2 separate regions of the Triticum aestivum genome follow, and region 1 is linked to region 2. The links are chromatin contacts, called in public Hi-C maps. All regions are on one chromosome and are shown on one strand. Each heading gives the region's core, a stretch centred on a gene start, on an enhancer-like site or on the middle of the called end of the contact. The rest is flanking DNA. Distances are from core to core; before and after follow the strand shown.

Region 1 (4,777 bases), core at 711-3,210, 180 kb after region 2:
TGCGAAAGGCGTGAACTGGACGCTCGTCCCAAATGGTTCAAGCAATCGGCAAAAGGCAGGCCATCTCACTAGGAGTAGAAACCCATGGACTAATTAGCGACCATATCGGCAAAAAAGAAGTCATGGAGAATTCAAGTCTTGCAAGCGACGATTCAAGCAAAGGCATGTCAACTGAGCAATCACCCATTCAGGCCCAACCTGCTTTTTCTGTGTGGGCTTGAATTGCACCACGCAGACAAAGGGAACAGTTGGGGAATGACCTGGTCAAATTGCTCAGAAGAAGTGACGGGCAGAATCACACCTGTACTGCAGTGGACTAGTGTACATCACCATACCACTTTATATTACATTATCTTCTCTGTTCCTAAACATATCCAGATGATTTGAACTGCTAGAACGTCTTATATTTATACTCCCTCCGCCATAAAATATGTGTTTCAAGTTTAGTAAAAAAAATTAGTACAAAGTTAAGACATTTATTTTAGAACGGAGGTAGTATTTAGGAACAGAGTGCATGATTCGTCCTGGAATTGGGTTCCTTTCAGTTGCACTTGCAGGTTCGCAAGAGAAATCCCACAGCGCCAGATCACGCCGAATGTTTGTAACCGAAGATGATGATTGTGCTTGTGCAGGGGCATCGCCAAAGAATGAGAATCCATTCCTTCAAGCCATAGCCATAGAGAATCCGGAATTCAGTGGGCACGGCCTGCCTTTTTTCGCACACCTGTACTAGCATTTCAGCTGACCAACTGTACTAGCGAACTTCCTCTTTGGTGTTTCATCTCAAGAACATGACACAGTTATATCAGGAGGGGAGAAGAGTGGAGCGTAGCCTCAGTAAACATCGGTGGAGTCAGTTGAGTAGTAATCACAAGAAACATGGCCAGTATGTAGTCTAGTCGTAGTAACAGTATGTGTATGTCATTTACATCTGACACAATCTTATTCTACATAGTGTCTATATTACAAAGCAGATGATGGTACAAGGGAAGGAAAGGATCCGTATGTACAAGGACAACACAGGCAAGCTTCTCTCGGTGGCCAACAAGAAGGACACCAGGAGAAGCGCCGCTCACACTACTGTACGTATGCCACACAAACAAACCGTCAAAAATCCTACTACAAGAAGATGAAAGAAAAAGGAGGAAGCAGAAGGGCAGAGAAGATCAAGACGCGCGCGCTCATACGTACTGTACTACTGTATAGCTCAGCTGCACAACAAGTCGTACCGGGAGCAGACGGAGGCAGAGCAACCTGGATGGACGGATCGCCGGCTCATCACCAGCCGTAGACGGCGCGGGAGCACTTGACCTTGATCCACTTGACGCTGCGCCGCACCGACCCCTTCACCTTGCCCTCCACGTCGTACACCTTGTAGGCCACCAGCCGCTTCTTCCTCTGCAGCTCCGCCTCCGCCTCGTCCGTCTTGGCCGGGGCCGGGGCCGGGGCCTCGTTGTCCACCAATGCCGAGAAGGAGGGGGTGTAGCTCCTCAGGTTGAGGGAGCGGCGGCCGGTGGAGGACCAGGTGGCTGCGGTGGTGGTGGCGGCGTTGGGCCCCTTGGCCTGGGCGGCGCCGTCGGAGAAAGGCTTGTAGGAGGCCGCGTAGGAGGCGCTGTAGCACCGGAGGTTCAGCCCCGGGGTGGGGCCGGCGCCGGAGACGGTCCTCGTGCTGCCGCTCCGCTGCACGGCGGTCGCCGCCACGGGGCGCGACAGGGAGGTGGTGCTCCTGGCGCGCTGCACCTTGGTGGGCGCGTAGGAGACGGCGTAGGAGGCGCTGTGGCACCGGAGGTCGTTGGCCGGCGCGGCGGCGGCGGCGGTGCTCCTCTCGGCCAGCGACACCGACCTCTCCATTGGCATCTTGTACCGCTCCGCCTACGTGTTCGCGCGGGTGTGGTCACTCTCTTGTCCGCGGAGCTCTGGCGTGAGGAACTGATGGCGGGCTGGTGGCGCCAAGCAGGCAGATGGAGCCTTTTTATAAAAGTGGGTGCGGGTTCCAAGTGTTGATCGGCTCGGCCAGACATGTTGCACGGAACGGTGCACGCTGCTACAGTATAGTAAGTACAGTATATGGTTTGGATCGTAGCAGACCGGTTCCTAGCCCAGGGTCGGATTGATAGCTTTCTCTCTCAGTTTCCTAGGGACAGGGACGGCGGCATTGCTGCTTGCTGCTGGTAGTGTGAGCTCGGTTCATTCGTTCGTTTTCTGATGTTCTTTTGGCCTAACGCACTACGCCAGGATGAGATTTTTTTGCTTTGCGTGCGTGCGCAGAAATCATTGGGCAGCCCAAGAGAAGCGTGAGATTTTTGCTTTGTCTGCGTGTGCACAGATCATAGGGCGGACGAAAACAACCGTGGGAGTGTAGGGGTTTCTACAGTGCTTTTTGATCGAACCAGCAGGATGGCAGGGAATGGAGCTTTTGCGGTGGGTTCTGCTTTCAATATCAGAGAAAGGCACAAGGTTTCTCGGACGTTGTTTTCATCTAAAATATGCCAAACCTGCTTAAACAATATGATGTCGTGAGGGCTCGAAATCTGACTTGCTCTCACACTCCGGGTTTTACAGTCCCTAAACCCTAAACGCTGTTTTTTTTTTAGAATTACCGGGGAGGAGTCCCTCCACCTAAATATATTACTCAAAGTTAAACGATGTTGATCCCGGGCGGGGAGTGGGAGTGCTAGTCACTCTGATTTCTTTTTATCCCTTCTTCCTCTCAGCCATTGCTAAGGCAGCTGGCCGCTCTCACCTTGTAACCAGTGGTTGGGGTCACTGTTCATGCCACGGTGGTGCCCTCTAGGGGAAGGGGTGGCGTGGCAGGGGCCACAGACACCTCCTCGCCCGACCGCTCGCAAGGTTAGGCATGTGGCGACATCGATGAGCTCCCGTGGAGCTCGCTTACGCAATAGAATTATTTGATGCGCTATCTCTTCTGTAACTAGATAATACTCCGCGCGTTGCCGCGCGATGATAGTGTTACAAAAAGCTTAACAGAAAGGTGTACATTAAGAAGAAAAACTAATTAGAAAATAAAATAAAATTTTGTTTGTAGTGGCATGAGTTTGTTTACCTCTCGTTACTAAAGAAAGAGAAGACTCGAGAAGATGACTTACATATATAATACTCTGCAAAGAGAGCCTTGGCTCAGTGGTTGGGCATGCGGTTGTGCAGTCTAACGACCCGAGTTCAATTCCTAGAATTGACAGGTGATGCAACATGGTACTCATACTAAAATGGTCGTATGCATCCCTAGTTGGTGCAGAGGCCGGGGAAGTGAAATTCTCCCCCATTTTTTTAAGGGTTCCATCTTGTTTGCTAAAAGACTACACAGCGTCAAGGGGGCGGAGATGCTACCGCCGCCGCCGCCACCTCCGCCGGAACCACCGCCTGGTTCTCTCCCCTCCCCCTCACGCCATGAATGCGCCACGTCGGCATCGCCGGACTGTGCAGAGATTGGGGTCGAGCAAGGGGAGGCAGATCGGGATCGGGATCGGGGCTTTCTCCATCCGGTGCGATGGAGGGTCGGGTTTGATGATTCTAGGACTCCTGGCCAGCAGCGGGAGGGCAGAGTATATGCGTACTCACCGTCAAGGTGGACGGTGGTGACGGATGACGATGGAGATATCCTCGCCGGCCGATATCTGGAGGACGGTGAGCTTTTGGTTGAAGTTCGCATCTTGTGATTGATGTTTTCGAAGTTTGGTTCCTTCATCGTCTGCAGGTTCAGTCGAGGGCGGAGGATCCAATTGAGATCGTCGATCTCGTTCCGAAGACGGATCTCGCGAACCAGGGGCAACGTTTTGGAGGTCGATTCTGGGTTCTTGTCGATGACCACGAGGAGGACAGCGAGGAGGAACCGGATTAGGGCAGTGACAAGCAGGAGCGGCCGTAGGGCCGGCCAGAGATGATGCAACTCGAGGGCGGGTACCTTCATGGCGATGTGCAGAAACGCAGGGAGAGGCTGGCCTTCGGCCCTATGACCGACACGATCGAAGACGAAGATCAAGCCATGGAGCGGTCCCCTACCCAAGGTAAGTGCGTCAACGGTTTCAATGTCCGATTTTTTCACACCGGAGGTGTGGATGAAGGTAATCAGGAAGAAGAAAAAGTAGGCTGCGCCGGCGGCGTCTCCTCCGGCGGCCGGCGCGATCCGGATTTACAGGGCGGAACGCGAGGAGCGTTTGAATCTCCTACTGGGCCTAGGTGCCCCAGTAAGGCAGCCGGTCGGTTTGGGCCAGGGCACAGCTGGGTATGAGGCCCAGCATGTCACCCCAGTGCTTGATCGGGTTGAGCCGAAGCCGATCGAGAGGATAGAGCCCGTCTCAGATCGGGGCCCATCCCATGCACGTATTTGCGACTCGTTGATCGACGGTGCCGGCATTAGGGTTCGAAAGCGAGGCCAGCCAGGCTTTCCTCGTCTCTCTGCTGGCAGGGCGACCAGGGTCTCTGCTGGGGCGCCAATGGCTGGGCGGGGGAGCGGTCCGCCGCCGCCGAGGCCGGTGACGCAGCCGCCCTCCAGAGTTGGTCCGCGCACAAACCTGCGCCCCCGTCGCAAAAACCGCCGCTTCCGGCGCCGAAGCCTGCCCCGCCGCCGCCGGCCAGGGCCGCGCCTCCGCCCAAAGTTGCGACGCCCCTGGCCAAGGCCTCGCCGGCCAAGGCCACGCCGCCACCCGCTAGGGCTGGGCCGTCTCCATCCGGGCCGCCTCAGCACCGCCTGCCTCCTCTGCATCACGTCCAGCAGCAGCAGGTGGTGCGGGACGGCTGACCTAGGGCGCCGGACGCT
Region 2 (4,775 bases), core at 265-2,764:
ATGCATGGTTGAATGCTATAGTGGGTATTTTCCCATGCATGGTTGTATGTTAAAGATGAGACGCGTAGTACTCAAATGGTCCTTGATGAATAGTAAAATAAAAAAAAGCAAAATAAAAGAAATCTGATTTTTTTGTAAAGTTTGACAAATGTTTTGTGTACTTGCAAAAGTTTATCATGAAGTGACATTTCTGGAAGTCGTCAATAAAAATCAATGCTTCAAAAATGCTATTTTTAAAAGCAATTTGGGTGTCGATTTTTCCCATGACTTCCACGAATGTCATTTTCATGCTGAAATTTGTCAATCACACAAAATATTTGTTTGTTTTTTTTCTTTGTTTTGGATTCTACTGTTCATCCCGAGCTCATTATTCGGAGAAAAGAGGACTTTTGGTTAAGATGAGTCTTACCACATTTGTAATTGTATGGTGAGGTGACGTGCTTGCATGGTGTGATAAATAAATTTGTATATAGGATATTATGATGTGAAGAGTGAGATTATGACTTAGGCAAACTTTGATATAACAATCTGCTTTACAATTGTCTGTCTTTGTCTTTGTTGTTTATTTTTATTTTGTTTTTTCTTATGTCTTTTACGTGATCGGTCGACTCAGCCTGCCCGGGAGAAACAAAAATACTGAGAAGTCTTGATCATGACGTTAGTTTATTTAACACTGAAGGCAGATGCGCGGCATGTGGTGTTCTTTTCCGGGCGGGTCAGGTTTGGCGATCGGTGAGAGCCAAGGCAGGTGTCAAAAGAACCCTGGAAGACGATGGATCAACATTGTAAAAGCAACAGGAACTCGGTGTTTTCTTTAATCTCAAACAGTGCAGGCAGAAACAAATATACCCCAAACAGGGACATGGAACTAGTCGGTGAGTGATTACAGATTTGTGACCGACCGAACCCCGTGATGGAGGCCTTAGCAATAGGATTAGTGGCCATCATGCAATAGCCAGTGCACGACTATCTCCTCGGATTTGATATTTGAGTTGGCCTGACACGGCCACAGGTGCATTCGGACAGGCACAGCTCTAGATTTAGATTTCCCGTTGTAAATCCGTAATCACAACACAAAGGCACGGTTTAAGCATGGCTAGGCTAGGTGGGGCAACGGCATCATCCCGGAAGATGGCACGACTCAGCATCACCTGATGGATTAGGCCATTAACATCCGATTGACTTATCAACGGAACTCTGCTTGCGCAACCTGCTGTCGCCAATATCTTCAACCGCCAACCGAGGCATTCAAGCCTGACACCAACTTTGCGGTCACGAAACAGGACGCAACTGTGCGTGTGTGCGATAAGGTTTTGGAGGTTGGCAAAACGTTGAGCTGCACGCATCAGACCCAGGGTACATACATCGCTGGCTATCCAACAAGCAAGCGCCCCGGTTGCTCTCACCGTGGAGAAAACGCCGCCCATCCATCGCCGAGAGACAACGAGAGCCCAAGTCGGGACTCGAGAAAAGGACGGGAGGCTGATCATGGACAGGCGCTTCTCTGCTCAGTAATCTGCAGTCACCATGAGCAGCACGCTTCTGTGGGAACTGTCGTAAGCGCCATCATGTGGTACACTGCATCATCTAAAAAAATCTGTCATATAAGTTGACGTTTCCATGTGATATTTTGGTAAAACCGACAAAAGGCCGAGGGGGCTATTTTTTTTGTCTGTTTAGGGCACATCCAGATGTGCCCTAGTGACTCAATCAAATTAGAAAGAAAATGAAAAAAGACAAAAAAAATGCTTGCACGAATCTTAGCGTAAAATCAATGACATAGGATTTAGATGTGCAATATTTAGAACACATCTAGATGTGCTTTAGCAAAACTGTTTTTTTAGCCGAAACCGTGCAAGAGTCGTTCTGAGGTATTTTCATTAAATAAAATATATACAAGGAAATACAATTAGTTCAACCAGTGCCAGTTCTAGGAAACATAAAATGCTTATATTAAAGGTTTCGTGCTACACGGGTTCTGATCCTTTCTGCTTTGCTATGCTTTGCTTTTGGTTCTGCTGTCCACATGCCTTCATTCAGATAATACTTCCAGGTGTTCATATGAGGGGCTGCTGATCTAAAGATTTTATCATTCCTCACTGACCATATACTCCAACATCCCATGATAATGATATCCAAAGCAATTTCTCCTGGAAGTTGCGGCAAAGATAGGTTGATTTCATCATATGTTGATATACCTCTTTGCTTGTCAGGTATAATAAAATCCCAACATCCGAGTGCAAATGGGCAATTCCAGAATAGATGAAGTAGTGTTTCCTCATTCTTGTGTGAACATAGAACACAGTTGTAATTGTCCAGGTACATACTTTTACGTTGTAACAGATTCTTTGTATTCACCCTATCATGTAATAACATCCAGAAAAATATCGTTGTAACAGATTCTTTGTATTCACCCTATCATGTAATAACATCCAGAAAAATATCTTGTGTCTAAGTATGCATGAAGTGCTCCACAGTTGCTTAAATATACTGTGAGAATTGTGTTGCCCCAATGATTACTTTGTACATTTTCATGGATGAATAATGTGTGGTGGTCCATGAATAAGTCCATTTGTCTTGTGTATCATTTGCTTCTATGTTGTCAATAAGGTCATTCAAAGAGTTGAATTGCTGATAAGCCTATAGAGATAATGGTCTATGGAAGTGTTGACTGGTATCTGTATGCTCAAGTACCTTGGACAAAGAGATGTCTCTGTTTATTGCAAAGGAGTGTAACTCAGGGTAAGTGAGAAGGAGTGGTTGACCAGACCAGTTATCTGACCAAAATAAGGTAGTGTCCCCTCTGCCTGCCTTGCAAATTGCGTACAACTTGAATCTGGGCCAAAGTTTAATGAGTAATCTCCACCAAAATGAGCCAACCATCTTATCGCTTGGTAATGAGCTTCCCAAATGATGCTGACTCATGGAATGTTGTCTTTGTTGAGAAATTTATGCAGAAAATTCATAAGAAGTGCTTGATTATGGGTTTCAATGTCCAGAACACCCAGTCCTCCATGATCCTTTGGCTTGCAAACTTTCTCCCATGAAATTAGGGCAACTCCTGTCTCTAGAGTACCATATTTTCTCCAGAAGTATTGTTTGAGATAGATGTTGATTTGTTTCACAACTGTTTTTTGGATCAACAGAGAGTACATGAAGAAGATAGGCATGTTGGTGAAGATAGACTTGATCAGTGTAAGGTTGTCTCCTGAAGATAGGAGAGTGGAACAACTGAGTAATCTGTTTTCAATTCTTTTCATTATAGGGACATACTCTTCAACCCTGGGTTTGGTAAGTCTGAGAGGAAGACCAAGGTAAGTGTGAGGCAAGGATCCAATCTTACACCAAAGGAGTGTAGATAGTGCATTCATCTTTGCAGCAGGAGTATTAATAGAGATCATAATAGACTTAGAATAATTCACTTTCAGACCACTGTATCCAGCAAAATGGAGCATGAGCTTTTTTTATGTGTGTGAGTTGATGTGCATCAGCATTTGCAACAAGTATAGTATCATCTACATATTGGATGATTGAATAATCAGAGCAGGAGTTGTGCAGTAATGGAGATTCCACTAATGAATTTGACATGACCTCATTTAGCATGGTTTGAAGGAGGTCTGTAGCCAACACAAAAATCGATGGAGATAATGGGTCACCCCGCCTGACTCCTTTTTTACAGAGAAACTGTTTCCCAGGAATCCCATTAAGTAAAACAGAAGAATATCCAGTGCCATAAATCATTCTGATCCAGTCGATCCATTTGTTCCCAATTCCTTTAGCTTTCAGTATATCATTGAGGGTATCATTGTTGAGCATGTCAAAAGCCTGTTCTAAATCCAACTTCAGCAGGATAATCTCTTTCTTGGTTTGGTGACACTGATGAATATACTCATAAGCCCAAGCAAGAAAATCTTGAATACATCTGTTGTTGAGGAAGCCATATTGATTTTTATGCGCCATCTTGACGATGACCTTTTACAATCTGTTGGCCAGCAGTTTAGTGATGATTTTAAGAGTGCAGTTGAGGAGTGAAACAGGTCTGAATTCAGCAGTAGTGGAAGTAGTGTCTATCTTAGGAAGCAGTATGATGAAAGAGTAGTTTACACTTTTGGATGTTGAGCGTTCCTTGGTAAAAGTCCTCAGTCAGCCTATAGAAATCATGAGCAATGATGTCCCAATAGTTTTTTTAAGATTGCAACATTAAAACCATCAGGTCCAGGTGATTTACCACCAGACATATTTTTGATGACATTATCAATCTCTTCTTGGGTAAAAGGTGCTTCAAGAATAGATAGATCTTCTTGAAGCAATAGCAGGTGTTGTAGAAGGAGTGGGTTTTGGGTTGCCATGGAGGTCCCCAATCTATCTTTGGAAGCTCTGTAAAGGATAGAAGCTTTAGCATGATGTTTGAAGTGTTCATTACCATCTTCATCCTTGAGCATAGCAATACTATTATATCTGATTTTGATAGTAGCTTTTTCCTGAAAATATTTGGTGTTGGCCTCCCCATTTTAATTTGCCTGATAGCAGCCCTCTGCTTCCAATAAAGTCTCTGGCGATCTAGTATCTTCTCAAGGTGGGTTTTGAGAATCCTTCTGTCATTTGCTTCCTCTATAGATAGTTCTCTGAATTCCTCCAAAGTGTCATACCATAGTATCATGAAATTGGTTTTTCATTATCTTCTTGAGGTTGAATGTGCGCCAAGGGACAGTAGCAGAGGCCAAAGAGTTATCACTGTCTGATAGCCCTTGTGACATAGTGATGCTACTGTTACA

The links. Hi-C and Micro-C count contacts between places; a contact is called where the count stands out from the background.
Region 1: a contact with region 2 is called in a Hi-C map of leaf, with 5 times the contacts expected there. The contact joins the promoter of LOC123144478 here to the enhancer-like site in region 2. A contact is called at or near these places in 2 of 5 Hi-C or Micro-C datasets (both in leaf).

The regions. Positions count from the first base shown.
Region 1 is chr6D:208,733,997-208,738,773 of IWGSC CS RefSeq v2.1, forward strand. LOC123144478 reads right to left here and starts at 1,961. Exons shown (of 1, transcript XM_044563634.1): 1 at 892-1,961. The coding sequence starts at 1,857. The coding sequence ends at 1,279.
Region 2 is chr6D:208,551,462-208,556,236 of IWGSC CS RefSeq v2.1, forward strand. No RefSeq gene overlaps it. Among protein-coding and RNA genes, the nearest start is that of LOC123144476, 43 kb to the left of the region's middle. Within about 2 kb of position 1,515, at least 1 of the 8 cell types and tissues checked has an H3K27ac peak or open chromatin away from gene starts, as enhancers often do. A contact at or near this core is called in leaf, where this site is marked.